2 separate regions of the Gossypium hirsutum genome follow, and region 2 is linked to region 1. Evidence: chromatin contacts called from public Hi-C data. All regions are on one chromosome and are shown on one strand. Each heading gives the region's core, a stretch centred on a gene start, on an enhancer-like site or on the middle of the called end of the contact. The rest is flanking DNA. Distances are from core to core; before and after follow the strand shown. Region 1 holds the start of LOC107916527 (non-specific lipid transfer protein GPI-anchored 1). Region 2 holds the start of LOC107916629 (60S ribosomal protein L17-2).

Region 1 (7,847 bases), core at 4,682-7,181:
ACATGATTGTGTTTTATGTTGAAGAATGTGACTTCATGATTTTGGTTTGCATCTTTGATTTATCATTAGATTGTAATCCTGAGATGTCTCTAGTTCATTAGCTGTGAAATTGATACAGTTCAACTGATTGATTCTAGTTTATTACCTAACAGTTAAATCACCTGCAGGTTTCTTTTCAAAAAGGGCCATTTAATGGGTTTGGTTGTACTAGCTCCAGCTCTAGAGGCTACAGTGGTAGCAAAAGTGATCAACGTTCTTGTCATGGCAGTGTCTCTACTAATAGTTTAGGAATAAGTGGTCATAACTGGCCTACGCTTGCTGAAGCAAGACAAGGAGGGAGCTGCAATGACTTCTCCTGCAGTTGTACTGTAACGCTTGATACACTAAGTGAGCGTAATAGGGGACCTAGGGCATTTAAGCCGAAAACACAGATAACTACGAAGGGTTTTATTGTTGATAGCAGCAAGAATGGCACAATTAATGGCATTACCAATGGATCCTACAACCGACAGAATTTTGTCACTGATTATGAGGGTGCCAAGTTCTTTGTGATAAAATCTTATAGTGAAGATAATGTTCACAAGAGCATTAAGTATGGTGTCTGGGCAAGCACTCCTATTGGCAACAAAAAATTAGATACTGCTTATCATGAGGCAAAAGCTAAACAAGGAACATGCCCTGTCTTTCTCTTATTTTCGGTAATCTACCTTATATTGAATTCCTGATGTTGGAGAGGAAAAATGAAAAACAAAAAATGATGCTGTCATTTAATTTAGGGTTAATGTAAATTTTGGTCCATAAACTTGATATAGATCCACTTTGATACTTGTATTTTTGTCAACTTTGTTACCTGAACTTGACAGCTTTTCCCATTTAGTCCCCAATTTTGGATTTTGTAAGTGTGATGACATGGCACTATGAGATTGTGTCATGTTATCACCTGAAACTTTTTTAATTTTTTACTTTTTAGATTTCATATAATTATTTTATTTTCAGGTGATGCTGTGCACAATCTCAAAGTGCCATGAAATCATACTTTTACATAATCTAAGTTCAGGTGCCAAAGTGGATAAAAGAAGTACCAGTACCAAACTGGACCAAAATGTCAAGTTCAGGGGCCAAAAAATACATTAACCCTTCAATTTAACTTACTAAAATAGTTGATAGATAGAATTCAGTAAGCGGTAATGATTATGAACTAGTAGCTGAAATCCCTAGTACGTAATACATGTACTTTCCTTCTAGTTTATTTGTAAGTAGAGACCACGAATGAGAAAATGAAATTAACTTAGTTGTTCATATGTTATGCATGCAGGTCAATGCTAGCGCTCAGTTTTGTGGAGTGGCTGAGATGGTGGGACCTGTTGACTTTGATAAAAGTGTGGATTATTGGCTTCAGAATAAGTGGTCTGGGCAATTCCCTGTAAAGTGGCACATTATTAAAGATGTCCCCAATAGTCAGTTCCGCCACATTCTACTAGAAAGTAATGACAACAAGCCTGTTACTAACAGTAGAGATACTCAAGAGGTAAGGATGCATTTGAAGTTGACACTGTATGGTCACTTTTGCTTGCTGATCAGATTTTTGGTGTGTCCGGTTGCATTCATATATTAGTTTCATCGTGGTTATTTTAACTAGAGCTAATGAGGTGATTGTGTTAGTCCATAATTGAATTCTATTTGACCAAAGCTAACATGAAACTAGTCTACAATTCCAGTGCTCACTTGTTTTTTTTTTTTTCTCTCAAGTAGATACTTGGGTGTACTTACGATTTTTGTTGAAATGTAAGATGTATAACTGGATAAACTCAATGAGACAATGTACATTACAGAGCTAGAAGATAACCAACCTTGTTTCCATTTGAATTTGTGAATTGGCATGCATTGCATTAACATCAACTTGTCATGTAAGAGGTATTGAGCATGCAAGCAAAATCGCACATGCATTGCTGATATGTAAGACCTGATGATGCGTCCTTCCTATGAATCCAGTTTCTGCACCATTGTACTTATTTTGTCTGAGTGTGGTTACATCAAGTAAGGTATAATCTTTCTTGTCTTTCATTGCAACGCGATTGAATGGTATCTGAAGCTGCTGCATCAAATAATATTTGCAGGTGGAGTTTGAACAGGGCATTGAGATGATAAACATTTTCAAGAATTATGAAAGTCATTCTTCAATCCTTGATGACTTTTATTTTTACGAAGAGCGGCAAAAAGCAATGCAGGAAAGGAAGGCCAGGCAGCTAACCAGCCTAGTGGCTTCCGATGATTTAGTGTGTGAAGCATCAAACCTCGTCTCACTCCCTAATGATATCGTGAAGAAAATGTCCAAGAGCTTTGCAGAAGTTCTTTTGTTAAACGAGAATGAGCAAGCAGGCGGAGGAACTGGAAAGGTGCTCTCTGCTGCCTGTGGAGGCCATGGTAGATAGGGTGCAACTACAAATTTGGCCAACAAGGAAACAAATATGATGGGTAGGGAATGACAGTTTATACCTTTATACGCATATTACGAAAAGTGGGTTTAAATCCAACCAATGCCATCTCTTACGTTGATCTCGTGTTTGTTTCTTTATTATTTCCTGCCTCGCAAGTTTTGAGAAGGCACCTAGTTTGGGTTATCTTGGTTTATGGATTTTATTTGTTTAGATTAGATAGACATATTCTGCAGCAGTCCGTAAGATAGACTTGGTTCATAACTTTATATCGTATGTATACACTATATATACCTCAGCTAATATATCTAACTAATTTTATTCTTTACAAAAAGCAAAGGAAACTTACAAGGAGAAATGGTGAAGTTGTATGAAAAGGTTGGGAGTCTAATTCTCTAGGAGCCTGTCTGTCTTTGTGTGTGTGGATGGTGGGTACTAGGATAGCATTATAGACTGGACTTGGGTGGGCTTCACCTCTAGTCCTTTGCTCTTTTTCTTTCTTCAAATTTTAAACTTGCTGCGTTAGTTATAAAGGAAAATATAATAGAAAACAAAAAATTGGTAGAAAAGGTCCCAACAGTCCAAAATGGGTATGGTAATTGTAGTTTGCACTCTGGGACTGGAATGCGGTATGTAGAGGTTCAGAACAGATTATTAGTAAAATTATGAGTATAGCAATATATTTTTAATGCCTTCAATCATGTGTAGCGGTGGTGTCTTTGTGGTATCGGCATGTGAGGCAGTTCTTGTCCAGACAAGTGTGTTCACTGTTCAGTGTTCTGGCTTCACGGGCCTAATGTCAGCCTCGAAATCGTATGATAATTGTTGGGTTTGAATTAGTTTTGAAAACGTTATGGTTAATGTCTAATAGTTTTTTTTTCCTCAAGAATTGAGCCGAATATCAAAGTCATTGGGCAGACCCAAATCCAATTTCATCAAGGTGGATTTTAATTTTATTTAAAGGGAGGGGTAAATTGCAACCAAAAAAGAAGTTTACAATTTAACACCCATGTTTAGTTTTGTTTTCATTTTGGTCACTATGATTCTATTGACAAACGGAATACCAACGGGCTGGCCAAATCAGCTTTTTTTTTCCCACCAAATAATTCTTTTTTTAATTTTCCACCATCCTCCGAGTACAAGCAACTAATACTCAACCTCGACACACTGCCTCCATAGTCGTTTCTCCATCATTAATCACCCTCAGCTCCACCTTCAACACCCACCATTCCGCTCTCATTCAATCTTGCCTCAACCCTCAATTTCCATCTTCAAAACTTTTATCATACTCTACACCTAAAGTCAACCACTGCCATACTCCACCATCCCAACTAAAAAAACCTAATAATTCTTATACCCAAACAACTTGCAGACCAAAACCTAAATTAACCAACAACCAAAGGAAAAAAAAAACACCTAAGAAGCTCCTTGTTTTGGAAGCCCCAAATCATAAACTGAAAACCCCAAAAAGGTCAGAAACGAAATAAACAAGCAAAAACAAATGAAGCATCTTAAGTTCGAATAGCAAGATCTAGGAGGTGGTTTGACGATCTGAACAGTGAAAGAGTAGCTCCGACCAAAAGGAGCAACACACTTCGGAACCAAGCCAACCAGACAGCTACCAGCGGCCGACTTGCATTTTTGGCTTCGAACATTTCTTGGGTTTTCGAAGGATTCGGGCATCTTTCAAGGAAATCTAAACCATAGAGACAGAAGTCTATAGATCGGCGATCTCCGATTGACACTCCGACGGTGGCGATAGATCTAACGGCGACTAGGGTTTAGAGTGATTTATAGTAAAATGTTAGTGACTAAAATTAGCAAAAACAAAAAAGAAAAAGAGATGTATATTATACAAATCCAAAATAGAAAATAAAAAATATGATCTGGCCAACCACGTTGGAATTCAATCGGCTAATATACCCATAGTGGGTAATTTTTTTTATTAAAATGAAAATTTATGATAATTGAGTGATTAGGTATAACTTATCTAAAAAATTATGAATTTATTATAAATTAATAAATTGAACTAAAACCATTTTAATTTAGAAAAATCATAGTAAAATCCAACAAAATACTATAGTTGATATCCATTTTCTTTTCTTTCTCAATCACGGATGACATATGTTTATACATTCATTCAATCTAAATATAAAAAAATAGAGATTTAGAACATATTAATCCGAAAATAATTAACCACCGTAAATCGCAGAATATGTACTAATATACCAAAAATTTAGAACATATTAATCCGAAAATAATTAACCAACGTAAATCACAGAATAAGTACTAATATACTAAGTATCAGAATATTCAAACAATCACCCAAGTCGAATTATTATTAAAAAAAAAATCATGAAACAAGTACCTAGAGTTAACATCTCCCCTAAATATGATGATTGAAGTTAAGAAAGTAAGTACAAGAATGGTAAAATCATGTTGCAGGTGCAGCTGAAACAAAACACGAAAACAAAAGGAATTTCAAGCATTTTTAGTTCACTCCCATCCCATGCATGCACACCGCCTAAAACAGGGAAGCCAATCCCGGTGGGAGTGCATACAAAAATGATGCCGATGCAACCAGTAACGTGAAACCAACCAAGTGAGCAGTTTCTAACTTTGTTCCACCGGAGTTATTATCAGTATTCTCTGAAGCACTTGACGGTGTCCCGGTGGATGGCGTCGTCGGTGTTGAGGAAGAATTTGTAAATATAGCCGCGTCTGGTGAGTTTGGTGCTAATCCAAGAAGCTCTATTCATTCATTCCAAACACAACATGCACTAATTTTATTACATATCAAAGCAAAAGGAGAGAAAAGAGAGGTTACTACTTACTTGGGCAGTCAGTGACGCTAGCGTTCTTCAACTGGCAAGCAGAAGGAAGTTGAAGAAGCTTATCTTGCTGAACGCCTAAGCTCTTAAGATTCTGAGCCCCGGATGCCTGGGTCTGCTGAAGAATATAACACAAACACTTTGGTTCTTCTTCTTTTATACTCGAAACCGAACTGCAACACTCCTTTGAAGGTTTCTCCATCTTCCCTTGCGCAAAGCTCAAACAAGTCATCACGCTCTGTAAATCTTTGCTGCACTCTTTGGCTAACCCACTCTCATCACCCGCACCAACCACCACCACCAAACTCATCATCATCACCTTCACTGCCCAACCCTTTCCCATTGTTTGAGTTCAGAGTCTTCTTCACACAAAAATATCTTGGAACTACCTATGAATGCGTATATTTATGGAAGACTGAAATTTTAGGGTTTAGTATTAATGATGTGCATTTGAATGGAAAGAGAGGATTGTTTGTGGAGCGTTGATATGTCACACCTGATGTGGAATCAGCTGTGGTGATGTTAAGATATAAATGGAGGCCCCCTCTCATTAGTTGGGCGGCAAGCAGAGTAAGGTAGGGAGTGACAAGTTGTTGGTTTTACAAAGAGGAGTTTAAATGAGGTTGCGCTGGGCAGCCAACCGTGGTGACAATTGGTTGGTAAATTAATTAGAAATTTTATTTTAACATAGGAAAGTTTTAAATGTTTGCGGTTTGGAAATTGGAACTTCATTAATTATATAGGTTAGTGTGCTAAAAATTGGGAGCTGGATACTTAATTTAAATTGAGTCAAATATTTATTGCCACCTTAAAATATATAAGACTAAGAATTAAGATTAAACAAGAAATGAATTATAGGTTTTATGGTTAAAGTGCTAGAATACTTTTCTAGACCCAAATTTAAGTGCCTATCTTTTCAATTTTTTTTTTTTTATTTTCGGCAATTTTGAGTAAACTACTTGTGTCGCACCTATGGTTTACTAACCCTAGATATGTAATCAATTCTTTCTCCTATTTTGGTTTTCACTTTGCCCATTTTTCAAATTCTTTTTTTTTTCTTTCATTCTTGCACCATATTTTCAATCTTTGGACTGTTGATTCTTTTTCTTTCATTATTGAATTGTTCCCCAATCCTTTAATTTCTATTGGTATTCAGAATTGTCGTTAATAACATTTGATATTTTTGCCAAAAAATGGTAAGTACACTTCATTTCAATGATTAAATTTCGTAATTTTTTTTATTTAAATAATTAAATTTCGTAATTTTTTTGATTTAATTAATTGATTTTTCGGATCTTGCCAAATCTTTGATAATATTGTTAAAATCTTGATATCAACCGTTAATTCATGTGTATTTATTGTTGAAGGATCGAACTAAGTAAAAAATAATCTGAATTAATATGTACAAATATAAATATAATAAAATTATATAATAATATAATAAGATTTTTTTAGGTATATAATATTTTAAATATGATAGATATAATCAAACATCCCGTTCCAATAATAAATGGAAACAATTATGTTTGGTTTTTTTATCTGCGTAAATTTTTATTTGTAATGGTTATACAGATTCATATATGTTAGTATAAAATTTTAATATTTTAAATTAAAATTTAATTTTGTATCTTAATTATTTTACTTTTTATATAACATTAAAAATTAAAATATAATCACTTAATTAATTATTAAACATAATTAATATTTTTATACAAATAATTGTATATATATGTATATATATGCAATTGAGCTATATTTATATATAAAAGAATTTTTTTAAAATACAAATAAATTCAAAATGATAATATTAAAACACACTGATCCTGATGTCTACGGGGATAAAACAAAAATGACACATTTATGTATAGGGTGGAAAGTAAAGGGTAATTACCCTAGGATCAAAATGTAGGTCAGTCTCATTTATAAGCTCCCATTATTGAAAATGGATGAGGTGAGTGTCCTTTTCTGTTTTATAAGTTCAATGGCCTTAACGAAAGAGATAAATCTTATCTTAACATGATAGATGAGTTCATAGGATTAAGTATAAGCATTATATTGAATCGGGTGAAAATTTTTAAATTAATTGAGTTGATAAGTCTTATTTTATTATTTTAATTTGATTTGAATTTTTCGAATCAAGTCGAGTGAAATGAAATCTAAGTCAAGTCAAACTAAATCGAGTAAAATTATTTTAGTTAAATTAAAAAATTAAAAAATTAAAATCTTATTCTAGTATAATTAATTTCATGTTAGACTATATAAATTTGAAACCATGTATATTTCAGAACTTTTTCAAAGCAAAATAAGAAAAAAATACTTTAGTATAACTTGAATCATTAATTAATTAATTTAGGTTCCAAAATTATTATTTTAGAAAATTTTTAAAAATTTAACTTTCTTTATATACTCTTTAGAATTTTTTAAAAATTTTTTATAATTTTTTTAAAAATAAATTTTGGAACTTTTATAAAATTTTGAATTTTTGAAAAATATGTTGAATTTTTTTAAAATTTTTAAAAATTCCTTTGTACATATCGTCCCACCCCATACAATGTAATATGACATGTTTAAAACAGATCAA
Region 2 (7,847 bases), core at 3,837-6,336, 320 kb after region 1:
CTCACAGCTACTTGTGGCTTGGGATGCTTCTCGGCCTCGCTTAGATCCAACCACTTGAGTGGGTGGCGGTTGAAGAAAGGCCAATTTGGAATAGTAATCAAAGTGGTGAGGGTCACACCACCGGCATATACGAGCATCATCATCTGAAATGATCCCAACACATAACCAGCACCAAATGAAACCACTGCAAATACCAATAGCATCACCTGCATTATCTGCTCTGCTAGCTTTTGCCCTTGCCAATCCATCTACCCAACACAACAATGCAAAACCAACATAAAGCCGAAGTCCAAGTATTAACACCATAAACAAATACCAAACCAATTAACTAACCAGACTATAACTAAAAGACTTCATTTATCTTTTCTCACTTTATTTCCAATTTCACTACTATTGCAGGTATCATGGATCCGGAACGCCAAACTGGTTCTCCTACAGGTCCGTTTTTTATTAAACCCTAGAGATCATCGATTGTGACTTGGGAGCGAAGATCCCTAAACCAAAGCCCTAGAATGTTGTTCGGTTAGCAAGAATTGTTGATTATAAGATGAGGTAAATGATTAGCGATCAGAAGGGGGGTAAAAGCAAAAGTGAGATTAGGAAATTGATAATCAAAACATAAAGGTTAAACATTAGGACTTGGTTTGGTATCGGAGAAAATAAACCTAAAATCATGCCCGAATGCCCAATCCCTTCCATAAATCTTAAAATTCGATCAAGGAGCAAATGAAAGGAATCAGAGAAATTGATAATAATAAAAAAAGAGGTTGAATCAATTAGAAAGTGTAAAGCTCTAAACTGCGAAAGAGGGAGTAAAACTTACCTGAAAGTAGAAATCAGAAGCGAAGAGAGGGAGAAGATGTCTGAAAGTGGAAGTCAAGAACAAGCGTAAGCGCAGGTACGTTAAGAATTAAACTTCATATTTTGATATATATTGGCAACTTACGATATTTCATGGCCACACGATCAAAAGCAATATTGGATACAACAGCCGTTGGATCAACTGTTCCAAACTATATGCAACTATGCTGTTTTATTCTTAGTTAAAATATGCCATAACGTGGAAATTTAATTATTGTAGTTTTATTTTTAGGATTTTTATTTTTTATTTTTTAAAATTTAAAATTCAGATTTAATTTTTAATATTGTTATAATTATTTTATTTAATTCAAGTTTATTATAGTTTTTTTAATTATATTGTTATTTATTGAGTTTTTTTTTTAAATTTCAATGTCACAACAATAAATTCAATAAAAAATTTTAATAGTATTAATAGTTGAACCTAAATTTAAAATCTAAAAAAGTAAAAAAAAATAAAATAAAATCTTAAAAATAAAAGTATAAAGACTAAATACCAAATTTGTGAATAGTATAAAAACTTGTGACATGTTTTACCCTTTTTTTTCTTTTTTTTTTGATTAAATTATAATGATAATCAATTTGTGCGGATTTAATCCTACTTTTATTTACTCAAAATTTGATCCTTTTGCTACTGTTAACATTATTTAAAAATTAAGTATAATTACAAATTTAATTCTTCAACCTTTACTTTTATGACCCCAACTTCTTTTTTCTTATAAATATTAAAAAAATTTAAAAAGATATTAAAATTTTAAAAAGATTAAAGACTAGTCAAAAAATTTCTCAAATGTGTCAACAATATAAAGATAGGAAAAAAAGGAGTAAGAGTAAGTGTATAACATTGATTCAGATGATGGACAACCTATTTGGCATAAAACATGAAAATTTATTTTGAGTTTCCAAGTGACGAAGACAAGACATGGCCAATCAAAGTAAAGGCAAGCAAGAAAACAAAATCCTATATTATATCTCTAAGATATAAAATACCCCAAGACCTGGAGAGACAAGTGCTTCGCCAGCTTGTCAGTTGCAAGTATACTATATCTCTTAACATACATCAAAGTTACTTAGATTTAGTGAAAATTGGGTTCATCACAATATCATTTACTAGATTCATTAATACTAAATTTCTTATGATTTTTTATAATATTTAAATGAGAATTGCAGCTTAAATTCTTGTAGAAATGATTAATAGCAAGTTTTGTTTTTTTTTTTTCATCTCTAATTTGTTGACACATTTGAGAAAGTCCGATAAATTTTTAAGTTTTTTTTTATATAATTAAAGCATAAAAAATAAAAGTTAAATTGACAAAAATTATAAAAATTGAGAAACTAAATTTGTAATTTTACCTATTTTTTAATAAAATTAATAGAAAAAGCTAACAGAAGGACTGGAAATGAGTAAATAAAAAGAGAGACCAATTTTGAACAAATTAAAATAAAATAAAATAACTAAATCTGCACAAATCCACAGGTACGGGGACTAACTTCAAAATTTAACCTTCCATTTTCTTTCCTCGAATTTGTGGTGTAAAAGCAAAAACATACCACAAGCAAGAAAATTAATTTGCGTATAAATAATTAAATGACCAAATTTTATTTATTTTTTGGTGAAATCTAAATGACCAATTTTCATAAAACTTGTGCAAAACCTCAATATTTTATTTAAGAGTCTATCTCGCGAATCAAACTTAAATGAGCAAATCTAATTGTCGACTAAATTATAGTAAATATACATTAAATATCAAATTTAGGCTTTCCTCTATCAGGGAGAAGATTATATAAATTTCTTTTATTCATAAATTCTAAATCTTCTTTTTTTCATTTACTTTTTATGGGCGGAACAAATAGCCAGTAAAAGAGTTTCGAATTTATCAGCAAACAATTTTTTCCAAGCTGATCTTAGACTCATTGCCAACAGAAAGTAGTCTAACTTTTGGAAATCCATGGCTAAATCTTGAGAGAAGTAAGCAACCACCTTTTGCAATTTTAATCCCTTTTTCCCTAATTATGGTTTATGGCAATGAACACTCATCATTATTTTCCTCAACAAAATAACTTCATATAAAATCATGGATTAAAACAAAAATCTCCAACATGAATCTCAGATCAATAACATTTGACTAAACAAGGTTTCAAAAGACATCTAACAACTCTTTCTACTTTGAATAAACATCAAAACTACTTACTCGCAGAGTAAGACAGAAATCATTTCCCAGATACAACTTCCTTCATCGACTAAAATTTCAATCTTTTGCTGACCGTCTACACAGATACTTGGGACTTCTTCGACTTGCTAGCTGCCAACTGAGTCTCAGGCTGAAAGAACAACATATTTTCAACAAAACAACACGATAGCAGCATAGTTTCCATTCATTAAGGAGATTTTAAGTTTAGTTATAAATTACCTCTTTCTTAACGGGCTCTTCCTTCTCCAACAAAATTAACTCGATGTGGCAAGGAGAAGACATGTAAGCTGCCAAAACAACCATCTTATTAACATAGAAGGATAAAATACACTACAAACAATTACAAGTTCATGGTTCTAAGTCATACGATTGATTCTTCCATGGGCACGGTATGTACGACGCCTTTGTTTCTGAGCCTGGTTAACTTGGATGTGAGAAATATAGAGTGCATCCACATCCAAACCCTTGACCTGACAAGTTAGTTTCAATTTGTTACAAACGGAAACTAAAAAAACCAAGTAACAGCAAAAAGCCAAAAAACCAAAAGAGTAAGCATACCTCGGCATTGCTCTCAGCATTCTTCAGCAAATCTAGAATGAATTTGGCAGATTTTACAGGCCAGCGACCTTGTCCGTTAGAATGCCTGTTCTTTGCCTGAGCTGTACGTCCAACACCACCACAGAAGCGTCTGAAGGGTACGGCCTGTTTGTGAGCCATAACATCCTCCAAATACCTCTTAGCCTTACCCAAAGGCAACTTCCTGATAGCAAACGCAGTCTCCCTTGTGTTCTATAGAGCAATAATAGGGTGTGAGACTCAGTGATGACCACCAGCTAATTAAAAACATCACCAAATGGGCAACAGAATATCAACAAACGCCAAGACACCCCAAAGAACAATCGAACACAATCCCGTGCCATATCTAATCCAAAAGCTAGTCTTCCCAAAGCACTACAAAATGAGGCATCATTTACTGAGCCTTCATTCACCAAGAAGATCCAGAGGTTCACCCCATAACAATGCAAGTAATTTTCCTGAAGTTTACGAGAGCCTCACTCAAAAAAGGCAACAAGACCCTGCTTTTTCCAACAGATTTAGGAATCCTAATACTACGCTGAAAAAGAAAATATCTAACAGCATAAACAATACATCCTAAAAATATAACCAAAAATAACCTAAAGATCCTCCCCCAAACAAGCATGAAAATAAAAAAGAGCCGTACAGCAGCTGCTTAGATGCTACAATTATTCGCTAACGACAATAATAGGACTGGTTATGCATTCAAGAAAACGGCAGCACCAATCTATTCATTAGTTTCACATGATTTATCGTATCTTTAACCGTATAGAACAGACAAAGGTTCTTAAACAACAAGCAAATCAATGCCCGTAACTTTATGTCAAGAATCAGATCAAAATATATCAAAATAAGAATGTAATACCTTGAAATGAACCCTGAGATCAGAGCCCCTTGCCTTGCAGGCTGCACAAAAACAACACAAACCATCATCAGTTTCCCACATTTAAAAATAAAAAAAAGGCACAATGAGAAAGTAAAATGCTCAAAAATAAAGGAACAAGTGGGACTTTACACTTGGTGGGATTATCTGACTCCTTCGAATACTTCACCTGAAAAAAAAAACGATTCAAAGAAAAATCGAGTTTAGTGTTATATTATTTCATAAAAAGAAATTAAAATATAAACAAAGAAAAATGAGTACCATGGCTGCGAACTGGTTGCCTAAGCTGCTTCTGCCGCCTAAAAGAGGAAGTAAAAGAATGGGGAAGGTATAAGAATATATAGGAATCTGATTCTAGGGTTTTTCAGTGCTTTCTTTAGAGGGCTCGAGTTTACGAGTGCCCAGTTCAAGACCTAGGTTTTGAAGCTTTTACAGACCCAATAGGCCCAAAATATTTCTCTATGACTAATTTCTAATCTCATAAACAAATTTATATAATTTTACTTTATATTTTTAATCGATTGAGTATTAGTTCAGTTGACATTGGTATTATTGTTAGTGTAAGAAGATGCTAGTTCAAGTGCACTGAAGTGTTATCCTCTTTTTTAAGGGTTGAAGAGAGACTATGGGTAGTTCTAAACATTATATCCAATAATAAAGACTAGAAATAGTGATGCTACACTCATATGAAATGAAGTAAATCAAAAAAATATCTAATAAAATTATTTAAAATAATACATATAATTAACATATATAACTTGTTTTTTTAATCAAATATAATGTTAATACAAATATTTCTAATCATTATTAAAGTATTTGTATAAACTATAAAAAAGGATTAATATATTTAATTCAATTTTTATTTTTTTAATAGTCAACAACTTCATAATAGTTAATAGATAATACATGATGAATATAATTATAATATAATAGATTATATTATATAAAATTATTATTTCTAAAATGTTATCTATGAAATCAAAAAAATCAATTTAAAATTTTATGGCTTAATTATAAGTTAATGAACTAGATTTTAATTAAATTAAATTATTAACCTACTTAAATAGACAACAATTACTAATTTAAAATTTAAATAAATTAATTTAAAATTTTATATAACTATTCCTTCATACATATATACATTTAATATAATTTTATTCACAAACTATTTAACGTTAAAAAAAACTTTCTTATAACGAATTTTATCAAAAAATCAATTTAAAACTTTAGAATTTAATGGCTTAATTATAAGAACTCTATATTATTTTTATTAAATTGATTACGAACACACTTAAATAGAGAACAATTACTAATTTAAAATTTAAATAAACTAAATAAAATTTTATATTTAAATTTATTCATTTTGAAGTAGATTAAATATGTATAAATATATATATATAACGTGAACTCTATTTTTAAATATAAATTAATCTAAATTTAAATAAAATAATAAAATGACTTATTTTGGTCTTTCAGTTTTAATAATTAAGATGGTGTTCACACTTATATATAAAAAAAAATTAAAAATTAGATAGATATACATATAGATATCAAAATACAACTTCTCTTTTTCTTTTTTGGGTACATTTAAGAAAAGCACAAAAAAAAGTAGTGCGGGAAGATGGATGCAAATACATTAGAGCTTGTGGTTACACAACACAAACTCAATGTGTAACTTTTGAGGCATTGGAGAGATGAACAAGGAGTCTTTTGACACAGATGTCTCTGCCCTTCCCAATCACCCTTCTCACTGCAACAATATCAAAATGAACATTCTCTAGAACTCATGGATGGTTGTCCATATTATCTCGGAGACAAGATTATAAAACTTTGGGGAATCTAATAGCATCTCTTTCACATTGATTCAAGCCACTTTTAAAACCCTTCAACGATCATACCTCTCTCTCTCTCTCTCTCTTCGGCTTCAGTTTTGGTGCTTCCCAATCGCCATCGTCTTCCTCTTCTACTGCTTTGAGATTACGTGTCCTTTTCAGTCCAACGCTGTTTCCTTGCATAGGAACCCATAAAGAGATTTCTTAATTTACTTGCAAAAGGCAGGTTTTTTCAGGAATAGTAAGTCTAAGCATGGGATCATTTAGTACTCAAGGAGCCACGAATGCAGGTGCTCCACTGATGAATATGTTAATGAACATAAAAACCTCTAGAAAAGAAGCTTATCGATTATTCATCTAATTGTGAAGTACAGTATTAGGACATGTGCTTTGTATAAGGTTAGGGAGTTTGGTGGTTGGGATAACCGATGAAGCCATGAAGAAACCCTCATGCGACATTCATTGTACTATTAGCTAACTGTGACATATGATAGAAAAAGTAAAACTTGCATTCTCTTTAATACACTTAGAAGCCGCTTACTAATTTGGATTGATGAAAGGCAGCATACCTTTCTTGTCGGTTAAGATCATTTAAAAGAATTCTGAGAAATTTTTACACATATATATAAGAAAACTGTATGGGTGTTGTTTTGAGATACGATGATGCACCATCCAAGAATGTGGTTCGAGATTCGGGGTTTAAATTCGGTTCAAAGTTTAAGATTTAAGATTCATATTTAAGGTTCGGGGCTTAAGGTTTAAGATTCAAGATTTTAAGGTTATGGGTAAAAAAATTAGTAAAATTATGTATTAATCATGGAAAAATTACTGAAATATTATTAAATAATTAGAAAAGAATCATAATGATTAAATAATTGGAAAAGGACTATAAATGATGTGGTGAGAAGGGTCCATAAAATAGTTTCTCCAATCTATAATAAAATGTATAGATGATCTGCTTTAAATATACTATTATTTGATAAACTGGTGATGGAGTTTTTTAACTCCACAAGCGGACTTAAGAAACCTTCATGTTTCTTATTTATTTATTTTTTTTAGTATATCAATTAAGGACACTTGGTAGTTTCTTAAGTCCACTTGTGGAGTATAAATGAAATAAAATTCTACTTTTAATTAATATTAGAGTCCTAAAGTATATCATATTGGAAAAAATTCGATTCGAAAATATTTTCTTGCATAGCAGAAATTAAAAAATTTGAAAGCTAACCCGATTTGTGATATTTATAGTAATAAACCCTAGACCAAAATCATACCTATGTTTTCAGATAAACGAAGCCTAATCGTTCTTGGCTTTCAACCAAACAATTTTTTTTGCTATTTTTGTACCACGAATTGCTTCGCGTGTGGGCTCGATCAAATCGAATCAAAACACAGAACTAGAAATAGTTTTCTTTTCTTTTGGGTGAAAATGAAAATTCTCTTCTCAAAATAGAAATCGTCAGAATTGTTATTCTGGAAAAATATATTTAATAGTTGACAATAAAT

Evidence for each region. Hi-C and Micro-C count contacts between places; a contact is called where the count stands out from the background.
Region 2: a contact with region 1 is called in a Hi-C map of leaf, with 4 times the contacts expected there. The contact joins the promoter of LOC107916629 here to the promoter of LOC107916527 in region 1. A contact is called at or near these places in 4 of 34 Hi-C or Micro-C datasets (leaf and petal).

Annotation. Positions count from the first base shown.
Region 1 is chrA01:94,923,429-94,931,275 of Gossypium_hirsutum_v2.1, forward strand. LOC107916527 (non-specific lipid transfer protein GPI-anchored 1) reads right to left here and starts at 5,932. Exons shown (of 2, transcript XM_016845794.2): 1 at 5,270-5,932; 2 at 4,748-5,186. The coding sequence starts at 5,609. The coding sequence ends at 4,960. It overlaps LOC107916526 (YTH domain-containing protein ECT1), which reads left to right. Exons shown (of 8, transcript XM_016845793.2): 6 at 168-698; 7 at 1,316-1,528; 8 at 2,118-3,923. The coding sequence ends at 2,432.
Region 2 is chrA01:95,242,892-95,250,738 of Gossypium_hirsutum_v2.1, forward strand. LOC107916629 (60S ribosomal protein L17-2) reads right to left here and starts at 5,087. Exons shown (of 7, transcript XM_016845943.2): 1 at 4,771-5,087; 2 at 4,642-4,678; 3 at 4,492-4,532; 4 at 3,609-3,839; 5 at 3,418-3,520; 6 at 3,270-3,337; 7 at 2,921-3,180. The coding sequence starts at 4,773. The coding sequence ends at 3,127. It overlaps LOC121207165 (small nucleolar RNA snoR74), which reads right to left and starts at 4,136; the gene lies at 4,007-4,136. It overlaps LOC107916724 (probable signal peptidase complex subunit 1), which reads right to left and starts at 939. Exons shown (of 2, transcript XM_016846081.2): 1 at 824-939; 2 at 1-248. The coding sequence starts at 248.